5 separate regions of the Sus scrofa genome follow, and all the other regions are linked to region 1. The links are chromatin contacts, called in public Hi-C and HiChIP or PLAC-seq maps. All regions are on one chromosome and are shown on one strand. The core of a region is the stretch at or near the end of the contact, and the rest is flanking DNA. Distances in the headings are between cores, read along the strand shown.

What was found. Hi-C and Micro-C count contacts between places; a contact is called where the count stands out from the background. HiChIP or PLAC-seq counts read pairs in DNA pulled down with a chosen protein or histone mark.
Region 2: a contact with region 1 is called in a Hi-C map of fibroblasts, with 1.8 times the contacts expected there. The contact joins the promoter of DNAH7 here to the promoter of STK17B in region 1. A contact is called at or near these places in 2 of 5 promoter capture datasets (fetal liver and liver), 8 of 47 Hi-C or Micro-C datasets (blood, embryonic fibroblasts, fetal heart ventricle and 4 more) and 1 of 2 datasets of contacts at active chromatin or transcription factors (alveolar macrophages).
Region 3: an H3K27ac HiChIP or PLAC-seq map of alveolar macrophages shows a contact between it and region 1. The contact joins the enhancer-like site here to the promoter of STK17B in region 1. A contact is called at or near these places in 16 of 47 Hi-C or Micro-C datasets (alveolar macrophages, blood, embryonic fibroblasts and 7 more) and 2 of 2 datasets of contacts at active chromatin or transcription factors (alveolar macrophages and skeletal muscle).
Region 4: an H3K27ac HiChIP or PLAC-seq map of alveolar macrophages shows a contact between it and region 1. The contact joins the enhancer-like site here to the promoter of STK17B in region 1. A contact is called at or near these places in 5 of 47 Hi-C or Micro-C datasets (alveolar macrophages, blood, embryonic fibroblasts and 1 more) and 2 of 2 datasets of contacts at active chromatin or transcription factors (alveolar macrophages and skeletal muscle).
Region 5: an H3K27ac HiChIP or PLAC-seq map of alveolar macrophages shows a contact between it and region 1. The contact joins the enhancer-like site here to the promoter of STK17B in region 1. A contact is called at or near these places in 1 of 5 promoter capture datasets (fetal liver), 11 of 47 Hi-C or Micro-C datasets (alveolar macrophages, blood, embryonic fibroblasts and 4 more) and 2 of 2 datasets of contacts at active chromatin or transcription factors (alveolar macrophages and skeletal muscle).

What each region holds. Positions count from the first base shown.
Region 1 is chr15:100,063,973-100,068,410 of Sscrofa11.1, reverse strand. It overlaps STK17B (serine/threonine-protein kinase 17B), which reads left to right and starts at 2,114. Exons shown (of 8, transcript XM_021074823.1): 1 at 2,114-2,399. LOC102157527 (a long non-coding RNA gene) reads right to left here and starts at 2,732. Exons shown (of 2, transcript XR_002339022.1): 1 at 2,643-2,732; 2 at 1,631-2,430.
Region 2 is chr15:99,985,526-99,990,181 of Sscrofa11.1, reverse strand. DNAH7 (dynein heavy chain 7, axonemal) reads left to right here and starts at 2,834. Exons shown (of 67, transcript XM_021075816.1): 1 at 2,834-3,405. The coding sequence starts at 3,391.
Region 3 is chr15:100,133,478-100,137,747 of Sscrofa11.1, reverse strand. HECW2 (HECT, C2 and WW domain containing E3 ubiquitin protein ligase 2) reads left to right here. Exons shown (of 28, transcript NM_001198924.1): 19 at 3,022-3,142. Among named protein-coding and RNA genes, the nearest start is that of STK17B, 69 kb to the right of the region's middle. Within about 2 kb of position 2,662, at least 29 of the 83 cell types and tissues checked have an H3K27ac peak or open chromatin away from gene starts, as enhancers often do. A contact at or near this core is called in alveolar macrophages, embryonic fibroblasts, liver and 3 more, where this site is marked.
Region 4 is chr15:100,186,173-100,190,722 of Sscrofa11.1, reverse strand. HECW2 (HECT, C2 and WW domain containing E3 ubiquitin protein ligase 2) reads left to right here. Exons shown (of 28, transcript NM_001198924.1): 13 at 2,413-2,598. Among named protein-coding and RNA genes, the nearest start is that of STK17B, 120 kb to the right of the region's middle. Within about 2 kb of position 1,557, at least 8 of the 83 cell types and tissues checked have an H3K27ac peak or open chromatin away from gene starts, as enhancers often do. A contact at or near this core is called in alveolar macrophages, embryonic fibroblasts and fetal liver, where this site is marked.
Region 5 is chr15:100,167,882-100,172,122 of Sscrofa11.1, reverse strand. It overlaps HECW2 (HECT, C2 and WW domain containing E3 ubiquitin protein ligase 2), which reads left to right. Exons shown (of 28, transcript NM_001198924.1): 14 at 1,266-1,400. Among named protein-coding and RNA genes, the nearest start is that of STK17B, 100 kb to the right of the region's middle. Within about 2 kb of position 2,617, at least 13 of the 83 cell types and tissues checked have an H3K27ac peak or open chromatin away from gene starts, as enhancers often do. A contact at or near this core is called in alveolar macrophages, fetal liver and retroperitoneal adipose tissue, where this site is marked.

The sequences.
Region 1 (4,438 bases), core at 865-3,364:
CACGGCAATGCTGAATCCTTAACCCACTGAGTGAGGCCAGGGATCAAACCTACAACTTCATGGTTCCTAGTTGGATTCGTTTCTGCTGCACCACTGTGGGAACTCCAAGAGTCCTAAATTTTAATGCAGGGCTACAGATGGTATAGTCTATACCTTGTCATCAGAAATTTCTTGTAATTAGAACCACAGTGCTTAAGACCAAGCAAGTGTCTTTGAATGTGCTTGGTCTAGTGTGCTAAATCCTAGCCAAGAAATCTGACATTAGACATGAGGGTTAACAATCTATTTGGGGGTGTAAGAGAAAAATAGGGAACAAATATAAGCCCTGCACCTTAGGGACAGAGGGCAAAGAGACCATCAGGCTGGGAGCGGAAAGTAGAAATCAGCAAAAATTTGTGATTTCTGGAGAGGGTAATCTTAAGCTGGAAATGGATGAACAGGTGCTGATGAGGAGGATGGTGAAAAGCTGGCATCAAGGCAGAGGCAGGAAAAAAACAAGACATGGAAAGACCCCTAGGAAACGGATTGGTTAGAGCAGAGGGCTTGTGACCACAAGTAGGGTTGGTCTAAAGTGGTAATGGGAGAAAGAAAGGCCTCTGCATCTAGGTGTGAAGTGATGTGGTGAGAGGATTTGTGGCAGAGGGGAAGGCAGGCTGAGTATGAGGAGGTTGCTAAGAGCTGGCTATTGATCAAATGTCAATACTGAGGAGGTGCAGCATTAAACACACATTCAGAAAAAAAAACAAAAATTGCCGCCACGCTGCAGTCCTGTTAATTCTGGAAGTTACTGGTTCCAGTGCTGGTGTTGAGACTTTTAGGAACTGCCCCCTTGTTCTTAAAAGAAAAGATGGGAACACTCGCTGTTTGTGGACTCTTAGATAATGACAGCCATAAAGTCCATTTCAACTTCCAGGGTTTTTTTTCCCCCCTTTGTTCTAACTTTAGGCTTCTCTGGTCAATCCATTTGTTGGCAACCAGAAACTAGATAGATGGAAGCAAAATACTCCGAGACAAGGTTTAGGGAATAGACACATTAAATGGGAGGAGTCAGTTAAGTAAAAAGGAGATTTGAGTAAATGATGGGCATTTTATGTACTTATCTTGGGGAAAATACAGTATGGAAAAACAAATGGATGGCTCGATGGGAATTTGCTTGGTTTACTGGGATAGAAAAAGAAAACTTTATTTTAAAAATTTTCCTTATTATTGAAGAATAGTTGATTTACAATGTTTCATCATGTTCTGTTGTACAACGAAGTGACCCAATCACACTCATCTTTCTGTGCTGTACAGAAAACCTCCTCTTTAAATGCTGTTTGAGTGTTGAAGTCTTTTGAAAAAGAACCATTCCCCTCCCAATATATTTCCCCAATAGTCCTCTACAATTATTGTAAGTATACTTTGCAAACCAATCCTAGATTATATAGAACCAAAAAACTTCAACTGTGCCTTGCACAGGACTTTCAAATTTTTCATTCTCTTCAAAAGATAACATCCTGAATGGTTTGCTGAGATGCTTTCCCGTTTTCCCTTAGATACCTATAGGCAAAAAACAGCAAAACATCTTATTTGCACTCTCCTAAAACTGCCTTCAGCCATGCCTCAGAAGGACTCAATTCGCTGAAGTGGACTTAGTGGTGGGGCCCAAGTTCCATAAATCCCAAGCGATGTTGATATTTGCAAAGTTATAGTATATGGGGCTCTCCACTGGCCACCTGGTTTCAGGTGATAAGGAAGATGACTAGGAAGAGTTAGGAAAGAGGCACAAAAGTTTGGGAATGAGTTGAAAGCAGCAACTAACTGCTTTTTCCCTCTCCCGTCTGCAGAAGTTCACTCCCTGTGTGAAGACCGGGTGCAGTCCCCTGAGGGGTCCCTGGCAGCGCCTGCCTCACTCCTCGGTCGCAGCAATTACTGGAGCACCCCACCTGCTCCGAAGCTCCTCCCAGCTTCGGATTGCTGGGCGCCGGCCACACCCCCCTTGCCGCCGAGGCCCCGCCCTGCAGCACGCGCCCTGTGCCGGCGCCCCGCCCCGGCGCCCCGCCCCGCCCACACGTGACAGCCCAGCCCTCCACGCGAGTTCGGATTGGCTCTCCCTTCCGAGGGGGTGGGTTCTAGCCTACAGCACTGCCCTGCAAGGCGGCTGCAGTTTTCAAACCTCAACTGTAAGCTCCGGTCTCCGTCTTCGTTGCCGTCGCCGGGAGCCACCTCACGGGGAGGTCGGGTCACAACTGTTGGCCGTTGTCCGGAAGAATAAAAGTGGGTCCTGCCACGTTCGGAGCTATCCGGCACCTCACCGGGATAGAACTGGAGCACGCGTCCTGTCGTGGCCACCGACGTGGGGCAGAACGGGAGCCCCCTTGGAGGGGGCGGCCGCGAAGGAACCTGCTGCGGCCCGAGCGGTCAGTGTCTTCCGCCTCGCGCGTCGCGGTCCTGCGAGGATTGGCGGGTGGGCTCGGGGCTGCGACTCCAGTCCCCTGAATCGGCCCCCTTTACCCATGGAACAGAGACCCCCCTAATGTGGGAGGGGTCCAGGGGAGGGAGGTCCAGGTGTTGTGGGCGGATCCAGGGTCCCCTCGGACCCCTAGCCTGGGGAAGATGGGCTCACACACCAACGCCCTTCAGGTGCCCCGACTGCTCCGAACCTCTCGCCGTGTTTCGGCTGAAGTTCTGCTTCCCGGATTCCCTCGGGTTCGGCGCCGGCGGCGACCGGTGGTCCTCCCAGTACCTTTCTCAGCCCAGCCCGAGGAGTTCGGCCCGTGTGTAGAGAGAGAGAGAGTGTGTGTGTGTGTGTGTGTGTGTGTGTGTGTGCGCGCGCGCTCGTGTGTCTGCGCGTGCTGTAGCCTGCCCGGCTCAGACTCTCCCCCGGGCGCGTCCCGCGGGGGCCCCCTTTGCGACCGGCTTACTTGCGTCCCTTCCACGTCGCGTCGACGTGGTCCTTCCTTCAGGTCCCTCCCGAGTTCACAGCTGTGATGGGGGTCACAGGACGTGTTCACGTCTGGACTCATGGGCACGTCCTGTTCACAGCTGACTTTCGTCTGGAAAAAGTTTGTGCTCATCTTGTGGGGCATTTTCAGTTACTGCTTGTCAACAGTTTTTTAAAGGTATTGAATAGAGAAGTCAAATTGCAGTCGTTTCAGTGGTCTTCGGCGATCTGATTTTATTTTGACACTATGTAAACCTCAAAGTGTACAACGACCCATCCTCAAACTATACAAACAACTATTTTGACAATTACCCAGCTCTTTGTTTTAATGTACGGAAAAGCATTTCATTTGAGTCCCCTCAGAGGGATAAGTGGAGACAAAGTTGAAAGAGACTTTATGGCAGCTGGTAGCTGACTTTAGTTCTTCTCATGTCTGGAATGGAATTAGAGGTACTTCAACATCACTTTGCCAATTGAAATTAAGAAAAACAATATTTTGAAACCACATACTGATCAAATTTCAATTATACTAGGTCCGTTTATCACATCCACTGATTGTTTTGCCAACGTAATGTTTACGTCCGTGGTACCAATGATACGCAGTGATGTTTCATATGGTGTGATTCTCAAGATCTTAGATTCTCAAGCTTTTGAGAATGTGTGGGCTGAGACAGCATGGTCTACTGAGATGGCTGGGCAAGTGGCAGCATATGTAACCTGGCATTTTGAGCCCGGGAGCACCATTTTCTTAAAGGAAAAGATGATAAATCTACTTTGGCATTGGTACATCATTTTATAGTTTTATAGTTAACTGTGCAGAAATAGTTTTCAACCACTTCTAAAGTGTTTGTTTTATAAATATTAAACCACATACCCATAAAATCGTGTGTTTTTGAAAACTGGTCCACAGAAGCAGTGTCCTAGTTTAAAACCTCTCCTCTTCCCCTTTAATCCTCCTAAGAGCAGATGTTCAGTTTTTGTAAAATTTTCTAATATTTTAATATTTGTAGTATTAATAGCTGCTTTATTTTTCAATGCATATATTATACATTTTATAGCATTTTTCTAAATGATGGGTCTACAATCGAAGTTAAATATATTTACATGGAAATATATTCAAGTTTTAAAATAAAATTTGTGTTGTCGAGGGCCTTTCTTTTTTGTGAATGGACAGAATGGTTGCAGTTTCTCTTGGGCTCATTGAATAGTGAATTACAATTTGGTTAAGATAGAATCAGTTTTTAGGAAAGTTGAAATGACTAATTGATCACTATGTCAGCATATTAATAACAAAGCTGAAGAAGGTACAGGCATGTTATGGCATGTTTCCAAACAATTTTATCTTAAAGCTTCCACTGACAATGTATTACGTGTTAAGTAAACATTTAAACATATTTTAAAATCTTCATTTTTGAAGCTGTTTGATAATTATGAGATAATTTCTTTACTAAAATTCCCATTTTTTTCTTAGAGACCCAATTTAAAACCTAAGAATCAAGGAAATCAATTACTAAC
Region 2 (4,656 bases), core at 1,585-4,084, 79 kb after region 1:
CTCGGTACTTTAAAAAAAATAATCTCTCATTCCCTCCTACCCACAACCCCTGACAACCACCATTCTGGTTATAGGAATTTGGCTATATACCTTAGGTAAATAGAATCATACAGTATATGTTCTTCTGTGACTGGCTAATTTTAGTTAGCTTGATGCCTTCATGGTTCATATATGTTGTAGCATGTGTCAGAATTTTCTTTTTAGGGGTGAAAATTGTTGCCATGTTATCTATCACTAATAGACTGGTTGAGAAATTGTGGAGAAGCTGCACTGGAATGCTATGCAGTGTCCGAAGGAATGAGAACATGATATGGATCCATCTCTGAGCTATATTGTGAGAAGGAAAAACAAATTACAGACTAGATTGTGTAGTGTTCAAAAATTTTTATAAATAAAATAGTTATATATGTCTATTTATGTATGGAAATGTCTAGAGTCTGCCAAAGAAACTAGTAACACTGGTTGTCTCCAGAGAGGTAAAAGATGCAGCATGAATGGGAGGGAGACTTATATCTTGCAAAATTTTGTTCTATTTGAGCCTTTTTCGTATGCCTTAGAACTTTTTAAAATAAATACCAGTATGCACACTATGAAAAAAATTCCAGTTTTATTACCACATTTTGTTTATCCATTCATCTTTCAAAGGACACCAGTTTCTTCCACCTTTTGGTGATTGTGCATAATGCTGCTATAAACATGGGTGTGCAAATATGTTTGATTTCCTGCTTTTAGTTCTTTTGGGCAAATACCGGAAGTAGAATTGCTGGATCATATGGTAATTCTATTTTTAATTTTTTAAGGAACCGCCATATTGTTTTCCATAATGGCTCTGCTGTTTTACATTCTGACCAGTATTGCATAAGTGTTCAACTTTTTCCATTTCCTCATCAATGCTTTTTATTAATAATAACTCTCTCTCTTCTTAATAATAACCACTCTAGGAGTTCCTGTCGTGGCTCAGTGGTTAACGAATCCGACTAGGAACCATGAGTTGCAGGTTTGATCCCTGGCCTTGCTCAGTGGGTTAAGGATCCAGCATTGCTGTGAGCTGTGGTGTAGGTCGCAGATGAGGCTCGGATCCTGTGTTGCTGTGGCTCTGGCATACGCCGGCGGCTATAGCTCTGATTGGACCCCTACCCTGGGAACCTCCATATGCCGAGGGAGTGGCCCAAGAAATGGCAAAAAAGACAAAACAAAAACAAACAAACAAAACCACTCTAGTGCATGTGAAATGGTATCTTCTTCTTATTATTATTTTTTCTTTTTATGGCTTAGGTTCCCAGGCTAGGGCTTACCTCGGAGCTGCAGCTGCTGACCTATGCACAGCCACAGCAACGCTGGATCCAAGCCACATCTGTGACCAGCCGCAGCTTGCAGCAACACCAGATCCTTAATCCACTGAGCGAGGCCAGGAATCGAACCCACATCTTCATGGGTTCTAATCAGGTTTGTAACCCAGTGAGCCACAATCGAAACTTCTCATTGTGGTTTTTATTTTCATTTCCCTGATGATTAGTGACGTGAGCATCTTTTCATATGCTTATAGGCCATTTGTATACCCTCTGGCAAAATGTCTTATTGAGTCCATTGCCATTTTTTAAGTCAGATTTCTTTTCTTATTGTTGTTGTTGAGTTTTAGTAATTCTCTATATATTCCGAATATTAGTCCCTTACCAGATATGTGATTTGCAAATATCTGCTCCCATTCTGTAGGGTGTACCTTTTACTCTGTGGGTATTGTTCTTTGACGTATAAAGATTTTAAATTTTGACGAAGTCCAGGGTCTGTTTTTTTCTTTTGTTACTTATGCAATTGATGTCATTTCCAAGAAATTTTTGCCAAATTCAATATCATGAAAATTTTTCCTAAGTTTTCTTCTAAAATTTCAATAGTTTAGCTCTAACATTTAGAACTTTGATCAATTTTTAGTTAATTTTTGTATATAGAGACCGATATTCTTTTGCATTGGATATTGAATATCCCAGCTACATTTGTTGAAAAGACACGGTTTTTGAATTCTGTAGCTTTGTACTAAGTTTTGATACAGGAAATGTGAGTCCTCCAACTTTGATATTTTTCAAGAGAGTTTTGGCTCTACCAGTTCCCTTGAAATTCCATGTAAATTCCATACCTCTGCTACCAAGTCCAAGCTCATACTGCTCATTGCATGACAGGCCAATTAATAAAGAGAAAAGTTGTTGGGGCAATGAATAGTGACTTTATTCAGAAAGTAAGCAGACTGAGAAGATGGTGGACTAGTGTCCCAAAGAACTAATGTACCCAAGTTAGAATTTAAGCCTCGTCTATACTAAAAGTATAGGAGGTGTAGCTGGTTGTTGCAAACTCTTGAGCTAGAATCCTTTATTTTTGCAGGCATACACATAGGTCAGGTCACAGGTCACGATGTTCCTATAAACCTCTGACAAATGTTATTCTCTATCTGCAAATTTTTATCTCTATATGAATGAAGAAAGTGTTACATCTTTAAAGGTCAGAGCATTGAGAATGGGCTATCCTGTATATTTCAGGCTATAGGCAACATTCTTGTAGTGAAAGCAAAAGAATACAAAGGTTAAAGTAAAGAAACAGATAAAATATGAAGTCAGATTTATTCTTTGCTATTAGACCATATTTCAAGGGTCCTTTAAGATATAGCACCAGCATGTCACCTTGCTTCATCTCTAGATTTTTCTAACTCCCTTTACTCAAATCTACTTTGTAAACTTTCAGAACTTCTTTCACCAGTTTCTCCACCAGCCATTCACACTAGTCTAGAGTCTTTATATACATGTTGGTTTAAATGAATTCTTGCAGGTTTATATATATATATATATATATATATATTCTTCTAAGGAATAGTTTTCTAATGTGTGGGAAAAGTCAAGAAAAAAAGCTGGAGTTGGAAATATATGGAAAACAGAAAAAAGGTGTTTACTGGGTTCAGCCTTTGCATGCTTTGGTTTCCTAATTCGATTCTCCCACATCAGTATTTAAATTTGCAATCCTTTCATTCCACTAGCCCTCTGCGAATTCTAGCCACAGAAAGTTAAATAGGAAAATAGGAGTTAAGGCAGGGACCTAGAACACCCAGCTAAATTAGGCGGAGGGTGTAGAAGTGGCCCAGGCGCCACCAATCGGTGAGAAAGCACCTCCCGTGGGAACGCACTGCCAGTTCCCCAGCACTGTCTCAGGAGCAGCAGACGACCGGAAATGGAACTTGCGAGGGCCTGTTGCTTAGCAACAAACGGAGCCAGGACGCTAGACGGCCCCTGCGGAGGGAGCGGAGCCTGCCCTGTCCCCGTTGCTGCATCTCTTGTCTGAGGGGTTCCCGGGGCGCCGGGCAGAAGCAGTCCAGGAGGCACCGGGTGCTGCCAGTAAATCCTCGCAGCCATGAGCAGCGAGCAGGTGAGAGGGCGGCTCCTTCCCAGACTCTTCCGGCCGCGAAGCTTCTCTCACATTTCTAAACGGATGGAAACCCGGTCTTCTGAACTCCCCAGTTGTAACCCCGCTGGGTACAGCTTCCTTCACCCCACTTATGATCTGGGATACTGAACGTTCTCGGGGAAAGCTTTTATATGTTCCCTTCCCAACTGTTTGACTTGGTGTTGTCGTAACAACCAAACATCAGCGGGGCAGCGGACCAAGGGGTTTAAATTATAGCCTCAGAATGCTAATAATAGTAGGTGTGTTTGGGCGGGGGGCAAACTTGGTGGGGAGTTGCCTTGGATTTGGTTTCTAGGGTTGGAATCCAAGCCCCTCCCTGGCTGTGAAACTTTGGGCAAATCAATTGGTCTAAGCCTTCTCTCCCTTTGAGACAAAGAAAAAGAATCAGAACTACTTTTCCTCCTTTCTAAGGTCATGAAGTTCAAATAATATGATACCATGGCATACCATGCTACACATGAAAGTGTTTGGTAAATGGCAAACGGAATCTCAGGAAAATATCCCCACGCCATGTAACAAAAGATGCCAGGTGAAACCATAGGTAATCATTAGTCAAATCCATTTCACCCACCTTCACAAATCAATTTTGCGTTTAATTGTTGCTGCGAAAGACTGGCGTGTCCTCCAAGCAGCATGGAGCCTAAATAATAGGATGCTTGCCTGAGTTGTTTCCAAGAGCTTGGAGTCAGCTGTGTCTATTTTGGGCTGAGGTAGTTAAGACTGGGTAGCTCCCCCACCTTCCAATTGGGCATGTGCAAGTATCTGGCTTGGTGACCTTTTGAGGACTAGAAACTCCATCCTCAGATCATGTTAATTGCCTCCGTTTTTCAAACTGGAGAGGCCTATAGGTTAATTATATCTGCGCAGAATGATAACTACGGCAGCTACCACAGCATTTCCCAATCATCTTTCCCCACGTTCCCCACGCCTTAGATGGCCCTGCTACTTTCTTTTTTATCCCATAAATACCGCAGCCCCTTGTCTTCTGGGAGCTAGATTTGAGATCTCCTTGGCTGCTGCCTGAATAAGTCCTCTCTCTGCTGCGAACCTCGATGTTCAGCGTTTTGGCTTGCTGAGCTTCTGGCAAAAGGAACCTGGGTTGGTAACACACTGTGCAGTGGCTACTTTTCACAACTCTTTCTTTATTGAGCTAAAGAGTAATTTTAAACAAAAGAAATGCTGAACAATGATCGACCATTTTAATACCAGAAC
Region 3 (4,270 bases), core at 1,413-3,912, 69 kb before region 1:
AGCTTCATAAGTGATTCTAATGTTCAGTCAAGATTGAGAACCACTGCCTCAGAGTCTTCTTTCATCCCAAACCTTTAAGGTCAAGTTTATTTGTTTCCTTTATGGCATAGTTCTTAGCTCTTTGGGTAAAAGATTCATAATTATGCCAGTGGAACTCTGGGCATATAGATCCGTAGACAATTTTATTCGAATCCATCCCTGAAGTGAATACATTTCCCCATGTCTTTAGTAGTCACGGCTACACAGATAATAACAATAATAGCTAACAGTTATAGGAGGCTTCTGAGGCAGCAAGCACTGCACAAAGTCCCATCTGGCACATATAAGAACTCATTTAATCCACAAGCGTGGCTCTGATCTCTGATCTCACATTGGATCTCTAGTACTATATTTTCAAGTGCCTGTAGGGTATATCTACCTGGAGAGCTGTCATCTCCAGCCTCATGTGTATAAAGCTTCCCATGGCCCTGTCCACAAGCCTCATTTCCCACACTGCTTTAGCATCAGATAGACCTGGCTCAGATCCGGAATCTCCCATTCATTAGCGTATGACTTTAGTTTTCTTAGTCACAAGGCGGCGATGATGGTAACAATGATAATGCCAGTTTCTTAGACTTGTGAGGTTTTCCCAAGATCCTCTATGTAAAGTGAATGATCTCTAATGCAGAGCAGACACTTAACAAACACAGCTATTGTTATTGCTTAAAAAGCTTTATATTACCACAAGAGCTTCCTGTTTCTCTTCCTTGCCTATCTACTGTTGCTCATTCTTATTTCACACTGTACAAGTTGCTCTGAGTCACTGCAGTCCTGGCCCGTGTCCATCCCCTCAGGCCTCCATTGCTGGGACTATTCCTAACTGGTTCTCCTACCTTGCTGTTCTGGCTTCCCACCCTTAATCCACTCCACACACTCTGAAAATCATTTCTGAAATAAAACACCACTTGTGTGTTGTTCCCTTGCTGAAGAACCTATACAGGCTTCCCACTGCTTACTGCATCATGCCCACACTTCTGCTAGGTTTTAAAAAATTCTTCTTGGAACTTGGGACCAACGTTCTGACCCAATTTCACTTCCTGCTTACTCCCCGGCACTTGCCCTCTGCTCTGCTTAGTAAGGTGGCCTCGGTATCTTCGAAATGTACATGCAATGCTCATTCCAGCTCTTGCTGTCCTGCCCCAGTAGGAACTGTACATTCTCCTGTGTTTAGAAGGCCTGATTCCAATAATATCTCCTCCCCAAAGTCTTTTCCTTTTTGACCTCTATTTATCCTCGTTTTCTATTACTATTACATTAACACTGATCTCAAATGCATTGTCACTGAGTGTCTCTGGCACAGTGGAGGCACATGCTTCATCTTTTTTTTTTTTTTTTTTTTTTTTTTGTCTTTTTGTTGTTGTTGTTGTTGTTGCTATTTCTTGGACCGCTCCCACGGCATATGGAAGTTCCCAGGCTAGGGGTTGAATCGGAGCTGTAGCCACCGGCCTACACCAGAGCCACAGCAACGCGAGATCCGAGCCACGTCTGCAACCTACACCACAGCTCACGCAACGCCGGATCGTTAAGCCACTGAGCAAGGGCAGGGACCGAACCCGCAACCTCATGGTTCCTAGTCGGATTCGTTAACCACTGCGCCACGACGGGAACTCCCACATGCTTCATCTTAATGGGCAGCTGCCCTCTGTAGACCCAGGGAAATGCAAGCCAATTGTTGCAGGGGTTCTCAGATAAATTTCAAACAAAATTAGGATTTTTTTTTTTCACTTGAAATCTCTTAATTTTTAAATGTTGGCAGTTCATTTAAAATCTTTAAAACATTGTAAACACAATAGATCAATAGGGCTGGGTATAGCCCCAGGGCTATAGTTTTGTTCCTTCTGCTTTGTAGTTTGTATACCATCTAGTTTAGGACTTAATCATTCTCTAGTTGTTTGCTGTGTTCTAGTTTCTGTCTTCCCAACCAAGATATCCACGCCAGCAACCTGATCTTACTTATTTTGAGCATCTTTGGCTGAACCTAATGCAGTATTAGCAACAAGTAATCATCGCTTAGTTGATTCATGCATTAAAGATACATTTAAGGAGCTGAATTGGTATGTAATGCACAAGATGTCACAATTTTTGTTTTCTGGTTTCTTTTATTGTGCTGTGAAATATTTAGTGGAAATATCCAGTATTTGTGTCATGGTGTCTGATTCCCATATTCATCATCAGTTTTGTACTTCAGCTGGTTGGGTAGTCACAGTATGATACAAAGCCAGATTTTTCTGTGGAAAGAGGAACAAACTATGCTTTTACATTTTATATTAATGATGCTGGCCATGGAATGACATGCAGAATGTCTTTGGATGCTCTGTAGATAATCACAGTACTTGGCACTTATTAAGACTGCAACAAACAGTATTGTTTACTCTGCACAACCAGGAGACCAGTGCCTTCTGCAATGACGTCTGGATTCTGTTTTTAAATCGATTGTTCTACCCTGTAAGAGGAAATGTATGGGATTGTGTGTCTATAATGTTTCTTAGTTACGGTGCATATCTAAAAGACGTATTTGTGGGTTTTTCATCAAGTATGGAAACTCACTCTTCTTGCTGTATGTACCACATACTTTCACATTGTAACTTCCTGTCTACTTCCTGTCTAATTGCCACGATATCATCTCAGCAACAAGCAAAGATATTCCACCCTCAACGGTTACATTAGACATGAGTAACTCTGTTTGACTCATATTAATGCGAACCAAAAAGGGGAACACATTTGACTAACACATGGGCACCATTTCAAACAGGACTGGTATTTTCAACCAAAAGGCCACAAGGAAGACATCCTAAGAGCCTGGTTAAGCTTTGTGATAGCTTTTGCCTTGGAGGGGTAAAAAGTGCAGGAATCTAAAAGTGTCGCCTCCTTTTACTTGGTAACTGTGGTCTCAGCCCCAGGTAGTATTTTTTTCATGGTAATGTGATGAGCTCCAGGACATTGCACAAATCCATGCCCTCCTCTCTGTGTGGTTTACTGCAGGTACTCAGCGTGCCAACGCCCGGGCTCCCGCCCCTTACAAGCGAGACTTTGAAGCCAAACTGAGGAATTTTTACAGGAAGTTAGAGACTAAAGGATATGGACAAGGCCCAGGGAAATTAAAGTAAGTCAGAGTGATGCAAACCATAGGATTTGTGGGTGGGGAAAGGATGGGATGCAATTGGGAATGTAGGAAATTGAGTGTGACTTGGGATGACCAGCCTTTCTTTGTTTTCGTCGCCATAATTATTTTAGCATGTGTAAATTACAGGATCATCTGAAGCATAGTTCTGGAATTAAGCAGGGTTTAGCTTAAGCTTTTAAAACAAACAGGAAAGAGACGACCACATTTCATGTAAAAATGTAGGCAAAATTAAAAGCCGATTCAACCCCTAGCCTGGGAACCTCCATATGCCGTGGGTGTGGCCATAGAAAAAAACAAAAAAAGACCAAAATAATAATAAGCTTCACTTGTCTAGTGGAATATGTCATGAATATTGACTCTGCTTTTATTTGTGCCCCTCTCTTTAAATGGGGACGTTGAAAATCACGTTATTTGGCCTAAAATTATCTGAATTTCCTACTTACCCAAAGTCCCTTCAACCCCACCTCCACCCTGTCCCATGTCCCTGCTACAGATCACAGTGCCACTTGAGAGAGGACAGAAGAGGGAGGGTCTGCACTGCAGCACCATTGTGTCCCAGGTGCCAAAGAGAAGCCCCAGCCCCACAGCCCACAGGTCACTGCCCCCTCACCCCCACCTCAGTGCAGCGCTTGCTCAATTAAACTCACAGCTTCCCCTTTCATCACCAGCAAAAAACATCAATGTGCCCCAAACACCATACCTCTCTGAGTTTCACTTATGCAAGGTCTTGCTGATCAGGCTTTCATGCCTTCGGACTCCCTAGCATCTCCCTTTCCATTACTATTGCTTTAAGGGCAAATTGATACATGTTTAAGGATGACTTTAATTGTCATTGTCACAAGTAGATTAATCAACCTCAATATGATTCATTTGTACCCTAGGGACTCCAAGATGCTCTTAATTTTAAAACTAAATTAAGCATAGTAGTAAACTCCTCTGCTTTGGAGGACACTGAGAATTTGTGTGTTCCTGTGCTTCTTGTTCTCATAGTCATCTCTCTAGGCACCTAGGAATTGAATTCCTGGTCTAGGTGCATTCAGGTTTAAGCCATTACCTCATAGGATTGCTCTTCCTTTACTAAACAACTTTTGTGTATGTGTTGTTTTA
Region 4 (4,550 bases), core at 308-2,807, 120 kb before region 1:
TCAAGAGCTGTCTAGCCCCAGGGAATTGCTTCATGCCTGAGGCTGGGATGGGTTCCTTCCCCTGATTACCGATACCTCCTGTCCTAATGAAGTTCTGCAGCTTTTCTTTAGCAGAGTAAGGAGTGTTTCTGGTGCTCCAGATAAAGAATCAGGGTGTGGCCTATTTACTTCTTTCAGTGTGGGGAGGGAGAGGAGATGATGACGAGAGAGATACCTATTTAGAACACAGTTAATGAAATGATTTATCTGACAGAATTATCCCACAATAATTTGTCCCCAAAGAGACTTATTAGGGAGAATGACTTGAAAGCTCGTTGCCATCGCCATCACACAAGCTAGTGTGGTCTCAGGCCTCTATGCTTGCAGTGGCCTATGTGAAAATGTATCAGCAACATGGAGCCAAATGCAGAAAACAGATGCCTTGTGGATTGTACATAAAACTCCAAGGCAAGGTCAGCCACAGGCTAAACTATTAGTTAGCTGGCGTTGGTCTCTGACAACCTCCAACTTCTTCTATTAGTCTCCTTCTCTGCTTTCATGACATCACTTTCTTATTCGCCCATGCTCTGTAATTGTCCAGAGCCCCTGCCTAGGCCTGCCTGCTTTGGCAGTGCTCTGTGCTCTGAACCTGACAATTTCTCCCAGCCTTCACACCTCTCGTGTAGACTGTCAGGCTGAAATATTTTATACTCAGGTAGACTAAGGAACTAGTACACTAGTACGTGAGGACAGTTTAATGTGGCTGGCCTTCCTTCCTTCCTCCCTTCCTTTCATTTTGATAGGGGGAAAATATCTCCATGCAAAACAAAAAGTATGTAATGATAGGGAATCCATCCGAAAAACTGTAGCAAGGTTATTTTATGTAGTTTAGGTTATTCATCAGTAAGATGCCCAGCAAATCTCAGTGGCTTAAGCTAACAGAGGTTTGTTTCTCATTCCAAATGGGGTTGCCAGGGTTCGCTGATTTTCCTCAGAGACCCAGGAACCCCGGTTGGTTGGGGAGCAGCTACCATTTCACACATGGTCAATGGCTATACCTCCTGTGCCAAAGGGAGGAAAGCTCAAGAGGGACTCACATCAGCAATAAATGCTTTGACCTGGACGTGACACCCTGGGGGCCCTGGAAAGACAGGAGCAGTGTTGACATCCTCAGACTCACTCATCTTTTATCCTACAGAGGATACAAGTGTAGTACTGGCACAGTCCTGGGCACAGCAAAGACAGTAACTGTTTCTTAAAGTGAAATGATTTCCAAGGATCCTGATTTCTTTGGGGTTTGCCTGGGTCTGTCTTAGATGAGAAGCAATACCAGAATCCATGAAAAAAGCCTGAAGGCCTTCAGACTCAGGCTGGTGTTCCTGGGATACTAAAGGGAAGAGGAGCCTGAAGCCTTTTGAATCTACCTGAGAAAAGTAGAACCCCAGGAAAACTCATTCACAGGCAATTTCATGAACATCACATTCCTTCTGATAACTCAAGGAAATAGCTCTAGACAGTTACTCCTTTGCTATCGCTTGGCACATGGTATTGTGCCATGAATATTTGTTGACTGACTCAGATGAGGAAAGCCCATGGCTTATGGTCTGTGTTTTGGGACTCTTCTCAAGTATCATAGAGACAAAGGCTGGAGCATTTTATAAAACAGTCACTTTTTTGTGTGTGCTGGTATAATGGAACTTTCTTAAATGTGCATTTCGATCATGTAAATTCAGACACACACACACGCGCGCGCGCACACACACACACACACACACACACACGATAGAGAGGGAGAAAGGAAAAAACAATACTAAGGTATACAGTCCAGGCAGTTCTGCCTGCTATTCCATCTACTGAGATCATGCCTCCAAGATTAAGTGTGATGAAAAAATCCAGTCACTGATGGTCTTAGTTGAATATGACTCTCCGTGAATACAACCCAGCCTGTTGCGTGTACTTCTACTATTTAAATATATGGCCAAGCATTTTTCCATACAACGTGACTCCTAAATGTTTGCCAGCTGTTTCATCAGCTCTAACCCAAAGAACCAGTGACCTGTTTCTGTGCTGGAGGAAACCCTGGCTATGTTTGGGCTCACTGTGAGGTGCTAGTTTTGTCTCTGGCATGGTGTGACTTTGACTGAGTGGGTTTCACCTAAATCCAGCTTTAGGATTTAACCTCCCCTGTAGAATGAGACTCCACCGTGTTCTAGTGCTTTAAAAAACTAGAATCATCAGTGAAGGCTCCCTTACTCTCTGTAGGTCTATCTGTTTTACTTTTACTTTGATCAGATTTGTTTTGTTCTGTCTGCTGTTTCCATCTGTGGATCTAGAGTTATGTTGAAGCCTATATGCCATCTGGAGATTAAGTAGCATGTATGTTGCTTTTGAATGTCAAACAGGTTAACACTGGTTCTCCGTCCTTCTCTCCAGAGTGCCTACCGCATGTTTACAAACAACACGTGTTTGAAGCACATGATCACCAAAGTCCGGCGGGACACCCACCACTTTGAACGCTACCAGCATAACCGGGACCTTGTGGGATTCCTCAACATGTTTGCAAACAAACAACTGGAGCTGCCGAGGGGCTGGGAAATGAAACACGATCATCAGGGCAAGGTAACTGGAGGGAGTTGCCATGGGGAAGCTGCCGCAGGACTATGGGCTGCTAGTGGCTGTGGCACTTGGCCCTCCCCTTCTGGGGAGGGCTGAAAGCCCTTTTGAGGTGCAACATTCCATCTGCTGGTGCAAGTGAAACCTGGACAAGCAGGTAGTTAGTTACAATAAACAGGTGCTGTGCTCTTCTGAAGTAGTGTATGTAGTGGGTGGACATGAGGGCACTTGTTTGGCAAAACACTCACTTTGTCTGGATATTCTTCTAACTGTACTCTTGCCATTTTCTACTGATTAGAGAAGAGGTGTTTTAGGCAATGATACTTCCTTCTCCTCACTGTACAGCTTGCGTTGTGGGTAGTGGTATATAAGTTGTGACATTGTTTGGAGAAGGCTGCCCAGAGGTTGCTAAGCAACAATGCAAGGCATGTCTGTGATGCTGTCCTCTTTTTGGCCTCAGTCTTGTTGGTTCAGACCCCTGATTTTGTTAGCACAGTAAACAAGATTCACTGATTGATTAATTTATGATGAGAAATACATAGTTCAGTTGCACAGGCTAGAATAACCACATCTATACTTCCTTCTGAGGACAGATGAACCCAAAAGCCAGGTTATAATCAGGAGTTTGTTATATGAGTAAACAATCAGAGTAAAAATAATTTTATAATGTGCTTCTCAGCTAAGATTTTATTTGTTTCACTCTTATTCAGTACCTACTATCAGCCATGAACTGTTTAAGCTTTTTCTTTCTTTTTTTCTTTCTAGGGCCGCACCTGTAGCATATGGAAGTTCCCAGGCTAGGTGTCTAATCCAAGCTACAGTGGCCAGCCTACGCCACAGCCACAGCAGTGCTGGATCCTTAACCCACTGAGTGAGGTTAAGGGATCCAGATCTGAGCCATGTCTGCGACCTACACCACAGCTCACAGCAATGCTGGATCCTTAATCCACTGAGTGAGGCCAGGGATCAAACCCACATCCTCATGGATACTAGCCAGGCTCTTAACCTGCTGAACCATGATAGGAACTCTTGTTTAAGCTCTTTCTATGTTTAAGTTCTTCACAACTCCATGAGGCAGTGTTAGTATTATTACTGCTATTTTCTTACAAAGAGTCCCAGGTCTAGAATGGCTCGGTGACTTGCCCAGTGTCGCAGAGTTGGGCAGTGACTGAGCTGGGCTTTAACCCAGGCAGTCTGGTTCATACTCCTAACCACCACATTATGCTCTCCGAGTATTGAGTAGCCATCCTCAGTTTCCCTGTCTGTGAAAATTGGAAATACATGACTTATAGTATGGGGAATATTAAGTTGACAAGATATTTAAAATAACTATGCTTGACTTATTAGTTCAACAAATATTTATTGAGCACCTGTGCAAAACAGATAAGCCAACTACTTCATAGAACTGCCACTCTGATGGAAAGAGAAGGGCAGTAGACAGATAAGTAAATACATAGCATGCCAAGAGCTGATGAAAGCTGTGGTTTCAAAGAAAGCCGGAGATAGGGTCTAAAGAAAGGCAGGAGTGGAGAGTTACACAGCATGGCTGGGGAAGGCCTTGCAGATAAGACTCTTCATGCACACAGACCCGAACAAAGTGAAAAGCAAAGCGTATCAGGGAAGAGCATTCAAGGCAAATGGAATATGGAAAGTACTCAATAAAGACCATTCTCCCCTCTAGCAATAATACCATAGTGGCATCTCACTCATCCTGGACTCAGCTTCCAGCAGTCTTAACTGAGAATTTAAAAGCAGTCCAAATAGATATTAAGAAATGCATGCATATATTTTAATGCATGGAGGAACCCTCAGACTCTCATTGACACTATTGACTTGATTTCTGTAAGTCTTTTTAATAAACCTCTAATTCTCAGCCCAGAGAAGATTAGAAGTAGCCAGCATGAAGTTTAGAATAGATGAAAGAGGATGAATTTGTGATTAGGACCCTGGACCACAGA
Region 5 (4,241 bases), core at 1,368-3,867, 100 kb before region 1:
TGCCTTGAATGAATTTTACTTTGAAAACTTAATTTCATTTGGCTCCTAATGATAATAAAAAAGTGCTTATGTAGAACTTTAGAATTGAAATAAATAAAAAGAATTTAAAAATGCTTTTCTACATCGTATGTAGTCCTTACTGCAAAATAGAGGGACATGGTTTATGCTCATTTGTGATTTCATGCTACCAGGGATTCAGCTATAAATGTGACAGTTGTGGTTTCCTCCTTCCTATCACATTATGGGGGAGAAATGTCCATTATGAATGAGAGAGACCTGTTTTATAAGAAATCTATAGCCCAGAGAATTTAAGTGACTTGCCCATTTCATGTGATAGAATTTGTCTGGATACATGATCAGTGACCAACCTGGAAAGGCAAGTAGGAAGGAGAAATTAAAGTGTCTTGGAAGATTGACCAAAGGGTTGGAATTTTTTTTTCTAAAGCTGGCATGTAGCCCATAGAGGCTTTGGATTGGAGTGAAGGTGTAGTTAAAGCTCTTAGAAAAAGTATTCTGATAGTGAGGTGCCAATTTAGTGAATACATTTGTAGAGATGCTGAACAACTAGAAACTGTTCATCATTCTTTCTGTGTTTAAGAGAAAGCCCTGAAATAATGGAATGGTAGTCCGGCTAGGATGGGACAAATAGAGGAGATACCACAATGGGGAAACTGTAGAGAGGAGGACTTGGTAGCTGACTGCATAGAAGGAAAAGAGAAGCCAGTGGTGTTTGAAGTTTCAGGTGATAGGAAGAACTTGGTAAAAACCATGGGTAGCAGTAAGAGCTTAGAGAGCATCAATTAAAAGAAGCCCTAGGTGGCTGCTTTCTAAGACCATATTTTAAATTTATTTTTTTATTATTACAATTTTTAGAAAAAAAATTATTGGGGCATAGTTGATTTATAGTGTTGTATTAGCTTCGAGTTTACAGCACAGTGCATCAGTTCTACATATACACATATCCATTCTTTTTTCCCAAATAGATTATTACAGAAAAAGATTGTATATTTTTGATGACTTTCTCTTAAGAGTGTTTCCTGAAGCCAAGAGTGTTCCTTCCTGCTCTCTTCTAAGCTTTGCTTCCTCTATTCTGATCTATCCTGAGGAGGGAGTAAGGGAAATTCTCCAAAAGATTTAAAATTATGAGAAAACAGAGCTAAGATGATTACTTCAAAGTGGGTCTTTCCCAGATGTGTGAAATGATAGGACCCCTAAGATAATTATGTGACATGAATTGACTATTGACTGAGTGGATTGCTTTCTAGGCATTTTTTGTTGACCACAACTCCCGGACCACCACTTTCATTGACCCCCGGCTCCCACTCCAGAGCAGCAGACCCACGAGTGCGCTGGTGCATCGACAGCATCTGACGAGGCAGCGCAGCCACAGTGCAGGCGAGGTGAGTCCCCAGCCTTGGTACCCACTTACCAGTAGATAGGTGTACCGAGGTGTGTGCAGTTGTGCTGCCTCTTTATTATTGCTTTGCTTTGTTTTTCTAGTTTGATTTAGAGCCTGTCATCTGGAGACTGGAAAATAGTAAAATGTTGACAGGGCTTTTCTGGCAACACATAGAGCCTAAATTATAAATTTTAAAAATAGGACAGATGAGGAAAGAATGAAGAAATTATAAAATATTTTTTAAAAAGCTCAGTGGATGGTGAGAGAGAATTCATAATGCAATAAAATGTTCAAGAGAGAGGAGGAGGAGGAGCCCTTTTGCATACCTAAGGGCAGCTTCGTAGGGAAAAATGAATGTAACTTTGATGGGGCTAAAATTAGGTTAAGGATAGGAATTTTCTAAAGTGAGGATTCCTGGATTAGATTAAAATATTCAGCCAAGGCTACGGGATTGTGATATCCTCATTAATACCCTTTAAAATTAGAATATATACGACAGTCGATTTATGTACTCTTAAGTGCCCAGAATAAATGAACAGCATTAAGAATTACTACAAACTGAACTGTACTCCACTTTGCTAGTTTGCACTGACCCATGGTAACCACATGAGGGCTCTCTAATAATCTAACCCCAAAAAAGAAAGAAAAAAGAAATAATCTCTTCCTGCTTCCTCTTTTTTTTAGCAGCTTAAATAAATAAAAGAGAAATGTTTTAGGTCAAATATTTTCTCCTTAGTACTGGCTTATGAATGTCATATATCATCACTTGATATACATTGTTTCTAAAACTTCCCTTAGACAAATAGAATTAAGATTTTTTTCCGGCATGCCTCTTGCACGTCTATGTGCATATCATATTTTCAGTATTATATCGTGGGTCAAATATTTTTGCAGCTTCTAGTAGAAGAAAAATTATGAAGCCAATAAATAACTGGATTCGGTTCATCAAAATTCCACTCTTGGAATTTCCCCTCATGATTTCCATACTTGCTCTGCTGCATCATGTGTGTTTGCTGGTTGTAAGAGCAGACACAAAGAGTACACAGGAGACGCTCATATAAAAATGATATATAAATGAATTGCAGGATGAGGTATGCACAAAAATATTTATGTTTTATGAGGAGCTAATAAATCTCTACCTGGCTGCCGTATAAACCATTGGTGGGAAATGGGATGATGCTGACAGCATTCATCTAGAAAGCAGAACAGACCTCTCACCTTTGGACCTTGTGCGTGATCTGTAGCATATTCGGGCCCTGCCTGGTTTTATCACACAGCCCAGTGCACTTTAGACGCTCGCCTTATCTCGACTTCCCAAGATGAAGTTGACTCTTCAGTCTGGTCAGGACTACGTGCATGAGATTAGTAACTATACGTTTTCTTTCAACTCCTCTGCCTCAGAACTTGAATTCTTTCCACAGTCTAGCCTTAGGGTTACTAAGGTCCACATTAAAATTTGAATGAAGATTTCTCTTCTATTGATGGAGACGGAGCAGTGGAACTGAGAGGACCCCATAAAGACTCAGCATTCAGCCCCAGCGTTTTACACCTTTGAGGGGAAGGGGCTTTCTGGCCCAGCCGTCAGAAATATGCACAACCTGCTGTGATGCACACATTTATCATGGCTTGCCCACTACTGCCTGGCAGTCGGGTTTGAAGAAGCGGGGTGTCAAGGAGGAGACCTTTGGCTGTTCTGTGAAATGATGGTACAGAGCAATATACTGACAGGAGGGAAAGTAGATGTTGGTAGATTGAAATGATAAGTTTGGTGACTGATAAACGAAGTGTAGTTAATGACTGGATCTCCTCAGAGAGGGGCTGACTTCATTCCTCAAGGCTGATAACTCTAGAGGAGCAGAGTGGGAAACTCCCAGTTATATACATGAGTCTTCTCAGCCACTCTTGTAGGCTCATTTAGCAGATATTCCAGGCGGTAGAAATTTTGGTATCTCTTCCGTCCCACAAATGAATTTCTACGTGTAGTATAGGTATGTGGTTGGTGTGAAGGATACAAATAAATATGTTCCTGTGTTCTTATTAGGGAGAGAATATATAAAACTAACCATAATCCAGATAAATCAAAATACAAGTGAAAGGGAGTTTCCTGGTGGCCTGTTGGTTAAGGATCCAGCATTGTCATTGCTATGGCTCGGGTTCGATCCCTGGCCTGGGAACTTCTGCATGCTGCAGGCGTGGCCAAAAAATACAAGTAAAAAACGCTTTATAAATTGTTAGTAATGATGGTTGCTTTAGAAATGTACCCTGAGACCTGGGGGAGCTCAGTGAAGGTGGCACCTAATGTCAGCTTGAAGGGAGGGGAAGGCTTCATGGAGAGGGGCCTATTTGAACTAACTTTGAAGAATAAGTGAGAACATTCTTGAAGGATAAATAAGCAGTGAAGGGTGGGATCCACATTTTCAGCTTTAGGGCCTTCAGAAAAAACCCCACTGAATGCCTAACTGATACAGTGTGGTAAACTGGTTGTAAGGGTTTGAAAGGGTGGAAGTAGAATCTCTATATTAAAGGTACCTTATTTATGGAGTTCCTGTTGTGGTTCAGAGGTAAGGAACCCGTCTTATCCATGAGCACACAGGTTTGATCCTTGGCCTCGCTCAGTGGGTTAAAGATCTGGCGACGCTGTGAGCTGTGGCATAGGTCACAGATGCATCCCAGATTGTGTGTTGCTGTGGCTGTGGCTGTGGCTGGCAGCTGTAGCTCCAGTTTGACCCCTAGCCTGGGAACTTCCATCTGCTGCAGGAGTGGCCTTAAAAAGCAAAAAAAAAAAGACCTTATTTATAAATCCAGGAGGTTACTTTGCCTTTTGTTGTCTTAGTCTCTTAAA